Regions from separate parts of the Mus musculus genome. Here region 2 is linked to region 1. A link is a contact called in public Micro-C data. All regions are on one chromosome and are shown on one strand. Each heading gives the region's core, a stretch centred on a gene start, on an enhancer-like site or on the middle of the called end of the contact. The rest is flanking DNA. Distances are from core to core; before and after follow the strand shown. Region 1 has its middle 65 kb from the start of Tgfa. Region 2 overlaps Tgfa (transforming growth factor alpha).

Region 1 (5,045 bases), core at 903-3,402:
CCCGACTCTGTTGTCACTGCCCTTCTCTTGCTCCTTCCTGGAGGGTCACACAAATGCCTCTCATGACAACCAGGGTGACCCAACCCTTGGATACATTTTCCCCCACGGATTGCATTTGAGAATACTACTCGTGATGGTCCCCACATCACGTAGGTTGGCCGTGTCCCTGACACTGGGCTTGCTTCTGAGAGACTGTTGGAGGTCACTGTGGCAGTTTTTTTCTCTCCCACTGTGGGTGGTGGGGTTTTCTGGCATGGCCTCTTGCTCTGGCCCTGCAAAATTCTTCTCCTATCTATGAATATTACCAGACCAACCACTGTCTCCCCTGTAAAGCAAGGCTAACAATGGTTCCCATCTCACTGGGATTCTACTATACCAAACACACTGGGCTGTTCTGAGCTCACAGAATAGAGTGGAACAGGAAATGTGTGTTAGTTATTGTTATTATCATGCCACAAGCACCCCTGGGTGTACATCAACAAAGACTTAAAAGAAAAAAGGAGTCTGGGAGTCCTGTCGAGCATTAAATTGCATCTGTTCAAGCCTGGCCCAACCCTGCATATGAACCACAAAAGGATTTTTGAAAAATCTTGCCTTCCATCTTCAATTCTCACTAGCTACACAGAATATTCGACAGCAATTTGTCTTGCAGAAAATTGACATAATGGGTAAAATTAACTCTCATGCCCAGTGAATGGGACAAACTTTGCTACCATGTATGAGGGAAACAGCCGTGTCCTTGGAGAACTCACTGCACTGCCTCCAGGGGGCACACTCACCCATCCATGCAGAAATGTCCCCAAAGAAATGCTAATTTCCACACACCTCTCACGTCACATGCCTTGCAAAGATATCTTTTGGATCTGGCCTTAATTACCTAGTCAAGCCCACCTGCTAGGCTCAGGACACCATGCTGGGTCGCACACAGCCTGTGTTTCTGTGTGCTATTAACCTACCCTTTGCCTGACCCTCCTATATAACACAGCCCCCTTTGGAACTGCCTCCTCCCAGTGACCTTGAAATGAGTGTGGAAGCCCCAAGAACAAGTTTATTCACAGGCCGGCCTGCAGGGTTCTGCCCACCACACATTACTGTCAATCTTTTCAATAGCAAAGAAAGAAAAGACTTCCCGTCCTAGTTGTCACCCCCCATCCTGCCCCTCAATATTTTTAAGTGACTGTCATTGTCCCTGACCAGACTGAGGTTAGAACAAGTTGGCTTTCCTAGACAGATCTCAGAAACCACTGCGGGGTTTCAACAGGATAACGTATTAATCTAGGACAACCAATGTTGTTCCTCCCATGCTGTCAAGTCCTCAGAAATCTCAACTAAGCCTGGGCAAGCACCACTGTCCAGGAAGTGAGGCTCATGGTGTCACAGCCCAAGGGCTGTCCAGGAAGGTAGGATGGGTTCCAGGGACAGGAATTTTGTTATATTCCCCATTCTACTCACCATTCTATGCCACCTCACATTCTACTCTGTAGAGAGTCCTGAAATCTGTGGCTAGATGTTTTTACATGTATAGGAGCTCCGGCTAGCAGCCTGTGGGCTGAGCAGTCTCCCTCCTACCCCACAATGCCAAGCAGCTGACCTGCAAATTGGGAGCACAGCTCTCCTGAGGCAGATGGCACCCTCACACCACATCTTCAATGACTGGCAACTCACAGGGCACTACTACATATTACCATTTACCCCATTTGTCGTTTTTTTTTTTAATTCTATTTTACTTATTTGTGTGTTCATGGTACCTAAGTGTCTGAGTATATGTGGTGTGTGTGCCTGTACATTCTGGGAGGCTGGAAGAGGCACCTGTGAGTTCCTGGGGACATTGTCTGCCTGTCCCTGTGAGGCATGGGCTCTCTGAACCTCAGCTAGGCTGGAAGCCAGTGAACCCCAGCCATCCTCCAGCCTCACTCAGAACTGGGGTTCAGGCTTTTGGGGGGATGCCTAGCTTTTATGTAGGTGCTGAGATCCAAACCCCTATCCCCATGATCGCAGAGCGAGAGTCTAACTGCTGAACTGTTTCTCCAGCCCTTATTTCTTCCATTAAAAGGAAAAAAAAAAGTTACTGAACTTTCTTTGGGGCAGGGAGCACGTGCCTTGCTGCATGTGTGGAGGCCAGAGGGCAACCTGCTGGCTCTCTCCACCACGTGAGTCCTGGAGATAAGACTCAGGTGGTTAGGTTTGGAGGCAAAGTGCCTTTATCCACTGGGCCATCTTGCCAACCCCAGTTCTGTCATTTTTAACATAGTGAATTCGGGATAAGGAACCTTCATAAGAACCACACTGACAGGGTTGAGGGTGGACCCCATGCCATTCCTGGGTTTAGGTCAGTGTTGGTTCTTAGGGAGCTGAGATGTCCTGCCAGGGTAACAAGCGCAGGCTCCTCCTCCTCCCAGGGCAGGGAGGGGTAATTAGTGTGTCTAGGAGATTCTAGAGATTTGGATGAAAGGAGGCTCAGGCTGTCATTACAAGCCTTCCCCTTATCACGGCTTTTAACGCCTATTTTGGTAAGACATGACAGTTGGTCCTGAGGTCTGATTGGGGTGGCTGCCCTCATCTGAGGGAGCCCCTTGTGCTTTCCGGGTAGATTTTTCCCTGGGGTAGCAGAGGGGTCTCTGGGAGGAGGCCAACTGTCTGAACACATTCTGAGAAGTTCATGGTGAGCTGTCTAGACTTCTCCAAGACTTCCTTGAGCATTTCTGTCTTGGGTGCCTCCCACTGCTTGCTCCTTGAGAATGAAGGTTCCCAGGCAAGGTGATACCAGTTTACACACAGCTATGAACCATTGTTTTTGGAAGAACTGGTGTATCTTGTCACAACTGAGACGAGAACTGGGAGCTGGGGGTGGGGGTGGGGGGTGGTCAAGACAAACTTCTCTCTCACAATAACAAGAGTGAGTCACTAAAGAATGATTCACAATTATCCCAATGGCTTTCAAATAAATACCCAGGGCCACCCGTGACCTCCTGCTCTTATCCCCAAAGCCTCTGGGTTCAAAAACAAACAAAAAACAAAACAAACAAACAAACAACAAAAACCCCAGCATATTCCCACCCAGAAGACTGTGTCATCCAAACAATGAGACCACTGTCTCTTTCTTCCGTGACAGGAAAGACACCCATGACTACAAGCTCCTATCTGAGTCACTGTGGGCTGGAGTGGGTCATCTGGAGCAAGAGGAAGGTTATCAGTCATTGGGTTTCGGGAAAAGCTAGACCCAACCTGAGAGACAGAAAGTGAGCATCTTGGGACAACTGTAGCCCCCAATCTTCTAGTCACGGCTGGGAGTTCTGGGGTATGAAGGAGGCTGAGGTGTGAGAAGAGCTTCACAAACACGGAGTCTTCTCAGGGTGATGAGTGTTGCTACCCAGAATGCACTCTGAATCGTTCAGAGGCAGGGTGGATGTGGCTACCCAGAATAGACTCCTACTGTTCTCAAAAGTGTTGGACATTGCCACCCAAAATGCCCTTGTCTGTGTCTTCCCAACAGTAGGATGGAGACCGATACCCAGAATTCTCTGCATTCTGTCTGCACTCACGAGAGGAGGGATGAGATGCCCAAATCCTGGAAGGTCTTTTTAAAAAATATTTTCCCTGCTGCCTTTTGCCAAATTTAAAATTTCATCTTCATCTACTATGTATCATTTATTCCATTTGTTTAACTCTCAATGAAGTCTGTGTTTTGTTTTAAGACTCTATTATTTAGTTTCATGTACATGTGTGAGTGCAGATGTGTGGGCAGAGACCAGAAGAGGGTGATGGAACCTCAAGCTGGAGTTCAAGGCCACTGTGAGTCCCCGGACCTTGGTGCTAGAGATCTGGGTGCTAGGAACTGAACTAAGCAGAAAATTCTCTTAACCTCTCTAGTCTTGATCTCTGAGTCTTGTCTTCTTTTTGAGATATGGTTTCTCTGTGTAGCCCTGGCCATTCCAGAACTTGCTCTATAGACCAGGCTGGGCTTGAACTCAGAGATTTTACTGTCTCTGCCTCCTGAGTGCTAGGATTAAAGGCCTAGCCACCTCTGCCAGGCAATCTGCTTTGTTGACAGCTGATTTAAAAAGCCTTCTTTGAGCTGGGCGTGGTGGTGCACGCCTTTAATCCTAGCACTTGGGAGGCAGAGGCAGGCGGATTTCTGAGTTTGAGGCCAGCCTGGTCTACAAAGTGAGTTCTGGGACAGCCAGGGCTATATAGAGAAACCCTGTCTCGAAAAAAACAAAAAAACAAAACAAAAAAAAAGCCTTCTTTGAAATGTAGATTGACTCCCTGCAGTCTTCCTGGGTCCTCTTCTTAGCTAGCTGAGAGAGCCACTTGTCAAGGACTGTGTAGAGAGTTGGGTAAGCCCTCCTGACTGAAGAGAAGACAGTGGTGCCAGGGAGAGGTAAGCCTGCCATGCTAAGAACAGAAAATCTGTTTTTCATACTGTTCAAAGCTGACTTGTTTCCCCTTCAAAATGTACATTCAAGTCTGAACGGCTTCAACTTATGGCCTGGCTTTCAAATAGAGTCCTAGCAGATGCAGTTGGGTAGAGCAAAGCCAAGCAGGACAGATGTGGCTCTAATCTAGCAGGCAGTGTCTATAATACACAGTGCAGCACAAGAGACCACTCTGGGGAGACACATATCCCTCCAGACCTAGGGGGGAGAAGGCAGGTGTGGTTGCAGGCAGAGACCAGGATAGTGCCAGGGAATTCCCAAGGCCACTCGACAGGAAAAGAAGGATCCTCTTTAGAGCATTTGTGGGAAACAAACAGCCATACTGCCCCCTTGATTTTGGGGTGGTATCCTCCAAAACTGTTAGAAAGCACAGCTTATTTTTTATAAGCCACCCATGCTGTGGCAAATGCACACACACACACACACACACACACACACACACACACACACACACACACACACACAAACACACACACTTCCATACATTGTGAGGGTACTAGATTCCATTCTGGAGTCCCCTGAGTGACACAGATGAAATCTTAAGGAGGGACCCACTCCCTCTTAGTTCCATGTGTGAATGGTATCGAGCTAATAGCTGTTGGGTGTATC
Region 2 (5,045 bases), core at 1,871-4,370, 90 kb after region 1:
TGGTGTCTAGGTTTGGGCAATTAATGGACAGCATCTATAGACACTCTGAGTAAGGTGCATTTTCCACTCTTTGATACACAGCAAGGGTGGCATATGGCTTGAGCCCCTAGCAGGACTCGGTTACCCAAGCTTGAAGTGCCCTCACCTCATCAGCTTCTCTGAAATGAGGTCTGGCTTAGGCTGGACTTGATAGTGCCCTGAATAGGGATGATCCAATACCCTTGTCCCATGGCACCCTCCTCTGGGGTTTCAACATAGAGTCCTGTCTCCTTCCCTCCTTGCTGCTATGAGCTCCCTGCTATCGTGAGACTGCAATCAGCCCAGCAGCAAATATTTGATTTCCCTTTCCTCCTTCTCTCTGCTCTTTCCCAACAGAAGCTGAGGGGGTGACTGTGGAGACGATGGAGGGCGGGCAGGGTGCTCCCACCCCATCTTCCACGATGTCTTCCAAAAACATGAGGATTCTAACTGTAGCTCTGGCTGGCTGGCTTGCTTCCTTCCTTTCTTTCTTTCTTTCTTTCTTTCTTTCTTTCTTTCTTTCTTTCTTTCTTTCTTGATATTCTAAACTGACATTAACAAAAATCACATGGTCGTCTGCCCCAAGCTGAGTGGGCAGCGTGACCAACTCCCTACCAGTGTCTTCAGGGCCCAGCAATGAGACCTGGAGACATGACAACCCAAGTAGCCTGAGGAAAATACATCAGGGGCCCCCAAGCTAAGCTGTGGACCAGGAGAGTAGAATGCTCTGTCCCTCAAGATGCTGAGGGATAGCACTCCAGAATGGCCTTTGTTCGTGGCAGGTCAACCTCCATACTATCCAGGCAGGCTTTGTGCTGTTCAACTGAGATGCCTCTGGTTCATGGAAAAAACAAACAAACAAACAAATAAAAACAGACCAACAAATGCAGATAGACGGACATGGGATGGGATCAGAGTTAGCTGGAATAAGAGCACCCCACACCCTCCAGGGCAGGCTTTCCATAGTGCCAGTCTAGCCTCTGGAAGACCATTTGCCAGTCTCTGATGAAGGACTTGTCAGCTATGTGACTGTCCCTAGTTCCTTTCCCCTCCCTGTTGGCTGCTACTGCTCAGGCACAGTTGGGGGCTGACTGGCCTGGGGTGAAGAAATTTTCCCCTTTGGGGTCTAGAGTATCTTAGCTAGAAGCTCCAACTGTATCCTAAGAGGAGGAAAGCCCCATGCATTTTGGAAATTTAATATCCCTGGCCTACCCACTGAGTACCAAGAGTGGCCTCTGTCATTGGTACAGTAATGAAACCCCTGTGGGGTTGAGATGACCATGCAAGGGTGCACTGCCAGTGGGAAGAAGCCCTGGCAGGAAGGGGAGGGGGTTGCTGGTTAGGGCGTCCTGGTAAAAGGCAGCAAGCCACACACACACACACACACACACACACACACTCATGCACACACACACACACTCATGCACACACACACACACACTCATGCACACACACACACACTCATGCACACACACACACACACACACACACACACACACACTCATGCACACCCTTCTTCCTTCCAGCCCTGGGCTTTTCTCACCTGCTCTTTCCCTTTTCTCTCTGGGTCACTCCTGCCTCTCACTTGGGACCCTGTCCGTCTGCAGTGTTAAATGGACCCACTGAGCTAGCTGGTGACCTAGGCATTGCTTCTTCCTCTCTATGACCATGCTTTTATCCCTTCCTCCCAGTTGCTTTCATACCCAGGCTAATACTGCATTGACATTAATCCTGCCAAGTTACATTTGCATCTGTGTTGGCCTGAGAAACTCCTTCCGCAGGGTGGTGCCTGGGTGTCCTGAGCCTTGGGGAGTTGTCACCACTCACTTGGGAAATGGAGCAGAGTTCAGGGACTGTTTGCACACTCCTGAGAACTTCTAAGCCCCTGGCCAGGTGACATATCTGCATGTGGGCTAGCCACCAAGAAGGGAATATGCCCAGCTAGCACGAGGCTACCAATAGGCTAACTGTGTTGGTCAGTGTTAGGCTCCAAGGATGATTTGGACTGCCACAGGCCAGGAAGACTGAGATGTCCCAGTGGGTCACACAAGTGGGGAAAGGACTCATACCATCTCTGTGGGCCTCACAGACTAGCAATGGCTTCCAGCTCTGCTGGCAGCAAGTGTACTCTCTCTGTAGTAGCAAGGACATAAGAACTGTCACTGTCACAGCAGCAGCCCGAAAGAGTCCCTTCATTTTTCAATTCAGGTAAAGCCAGATCCTTGGCTTTGGCAATGGAAAGAATTTCTGGGTGAGGCAGGATGAAGCAGGACTGATGTTTTCAAAGGTATTTCAAAATATAGATTTTAAAGCAATATGGTTAAGACATATCACAAAATAAAACACGTCAGAGAATGAGTGTATGGGTTTCTCTGAAAGTCAGCCCCCTTCATTGTTTTTTACAGTAGTCATAGGAAGGATTTGGGTGGTTTAGAAGTTGTTATCTTCAAAGGATGGCGAAGGAACCAGAGTGAGGTCACCAGTGGTTCCCGAAGACAAGATCACACTTGAGAAAGGGAAGTCTAGATCACAGGGTTATAGAAAGGTAGGCTATCACTAGAAAAAGTCTAGATCACAGGGCTATAGGAAGGTAGACTATCGCCATTGTAAATAAATGTCTCTTTTGAGATTCCCAGAAAATAGAAGAGTAATAGGCCCTGCCCAAAGTCATACATGTTCAGGCCTTAAGTCTGGCTTATTACTTTATTTACTTATGTTTTAAACCTTCCCAGTAGATGTTGGCCATTGTGCTTCCCACCTGGCCGGAAGCTCCTGGCTCTGGAGTAAGGGGCTCCTTTCCCTTCACAGGTCCCTATTATTTTTCCTGTCTTTCTCTCCTGCCTCATTCTCTGCCTGTTTCAGGCTCCGAGGCCCTGGGCTACATGGTTGGTACTATAACTTTGGCCACTTGAGCCCCTACCTTGTGTCTGGCCCACTCCCCCATGCTATTCTTCATCCTTCTAGGATCTCTTCCGGAGACACCTTAAGGCCTGAACCGACAGTCAGCTGGTACTGGTTTCTGGAGCACTCATCTTGGTACAGTGTCTTTGCCATTTCCCAGCTCGGCCCTAGGAAATCTTGTTGGTGACTCAGCAACTGGGGACTCCAGCCAGCACTGCTGCCTTGTAGTTCCAGGAACTCAGATGGGGGTGGCTGGAGAGGCCCCGGAGGAAGAGGAAGCCTGACTCAGGACCCATCCCAGGTCTTTGATAAGCTTGACTGTGCGGAAGAGATCTAGAGATGGGCTCCCTCCTGGCAGGGAAGGGCATGGCACAGATCTTGTAGATAGGCCTTGCCAAGGGCCTTCCTCGCCCCAGGACACACACACAGCTCTATATCCTGGCAAGTAACTGACTGAGCCAGAGCTATGTTGTCAGGCCTGTATGTGGTGTGTGTACTCGGCAGGCAAGCCTCAGCAAGCAGCAGAGTGAGTTGGGCTGCTGAGTGGGTGAGAGGTCAGGACAAGGACCAGGGGTCTTTGTGGCATGCAATGTATCTTGGCTTACAAGTGTCCTTAAGAATGGAAGCGTCTCAATGGGACTGGTGGGTCTCCTGCAAGCACCTCTCCAACTTTCCTCATTAGCTATGTTTCCCTGTTTAATTTACCTTGGGAGGTTTCCAGCCAGTCAGAATGCACCACCTCTTTTTGCAGTCGGGTCGACTCTGCCGACCCCAGGACTGTGATGTCAGTTTTAGGCATGTATTAGGATCTAAACTCTAAACAGCTCAAAGTACACTGCAAACATTTGATTGACCTTTGACACAGGGAAAAACTGAGTAGCTTTAATAAATCTGAGACTATGGAGAACAGGGTCTGGGCTGTGAGAGGGAGAGAGAAACTGGGAACCCCAGATGGTCTGTGTGCATGAGCCAAGTGGGATCTAGCACTGGCCCTGGCACTAATGAGCATCCGGTAGCTCAGGGAAGTCAAAGGCCCTGCCTGCAGGAGTGACGGCACATGGCAAGAAGTGGGGGCACCTAGCTGGGCTTAGAAAACGGGGTGGAGCATTGTGGGGAACAATTGAGCTTGTGTATTTAGGCAACCTGGACCAGGTAGATCCTTTCTTCCCTGGACCTGGGAAGAAATAATACGAAGTAGACCTGGCAGGAGCTCCTCTGATGCTTTGACAGCAGATCTACAGGGTACCTCCTTTTTTAAAGAGCCCAAGCACACACTGGTCACACTGGCTTCCATGGAATATACTCAGCTCTCCTTAGAGCAATCCCAGAGAGCCAAGACTGTGGAAACAAAAACTTTCCTGGGGCAGGTTGGGGGTCACTGGGCAGGCCAGTTCCACAACCCACCCGCAAGGAGAACCTGAGTCATGATTTTCTATATCAAGCGACACAAATTCCAGGTAACAGATACATCTACTTGAATTTCTACCCAAGCATAGGTTCTTATCTATGGCTGCTTAGCCTAGTCATTCAACAGGCCAGCTTCGTGCCTCCAACCCAAGGTTTTAGGCTTAAACAAAGGGTCAGAGAGCCAGGCACAGATGGATGGATACGGCACAGTGGGATGGGCTGACAGGGGCAGGAGCACTCTGGCTCCACTGGGGCAGGGCAATCACCTCACTCTGTCTTGAGCTCCTCAGAGACCATTTCTAATGTCCATTGTGGTGGTTTTTAAGAAGTGGAAGGGTGGCTTACAGGAAGAGGACTGTGTGGGTTGTGAGTGATGGGCCTCTTTGTCACCAGTCTCTCCAACACCTATTCAGCCATGGTAATAGATACTCAGTCACTACTTGAATGAATGGATGAATGAATGAATGGTAAGAATTCAAGTATAATCCATTTCCCCTGGAATCTGAATAAAAGAACCCAGAGATGTAGAGGGAGAGGAGTCTAAACAGAAAATTCTGGGGAAGGGTGGGTTTCTGGGATCCCCCCTCTCAGGTTCCCCACTATCACCTCCAACTCTCTTTCCAATAGGAAGACCTCTTAGAGAAACTCAGTCAAACCAAAGTGGGTACCAGATGTTAGGCCAAGCACAGGGCTAGTGAATACAGGAAACAACCACATCG

Evidence for each region. A called contact is a pair of places that touch in the nucleus more often than the background predicts.
Region 2: a Micro-C map of the G1E-ER4 cell line shows a contact between it and region 1, with 2.8 times the contacts expected there. The contact joins two enhancer-like sites. A contact is called at or near these places in 1 of 15 datasets of contacts at CTCF or cohesin (the G1E-ER4 cell line), 19 of 484 Hi-C or Micro-C datasets (the G1E-ER4 cell line, the HL-1 cell line, effector CD8 T cells and 13 more), 4 of 115 datasets of contacts at active chromatin or transcription factors (embryonic stem cells, large pre-B cells and pancreatic cancer cells) and 2 of 9 other capture datasets (embryonic stem cells and pancreatic islet).

Annotation. Positions count from the first base shown.
Region 1 is chr6:86,127,884-86,132,928 of GRCm38.p6, forward strand. It overlaps the pseudogene Gm19596. Among named protein-coding and RNA genes, the nearest start is that of Tgfa, 65 kb to the right of the region's middle. Within about 2 kb of position 2,153, at least 20 of the 459 cell types and tissues checked have an H3K27ac peak or open chromatin away from gene starts, as enhancers often do. A contact at or near this core is called in the G1E-ER4 cell line, where this site is marked.
Region 2 is chr6:86,216,436-86,221,480 of GRCm38.p6, forward strand. All of the region lies in intron 1 of Tgfa (transforming growth factor alpha), which reads left to right. Among named protein-coding and RNA genes, the nearest start is that of Tgfa, 24 kb to the left of the region's middle. Within about 2 kb of position 3,121, at least 70 of the 459 cell types and tissues checked have an H3K27ac peak or open chromatin away from gene starts, as enhancers often do. A contact at or near this core is called in the G1E-ER4 cell line, where this site is marked.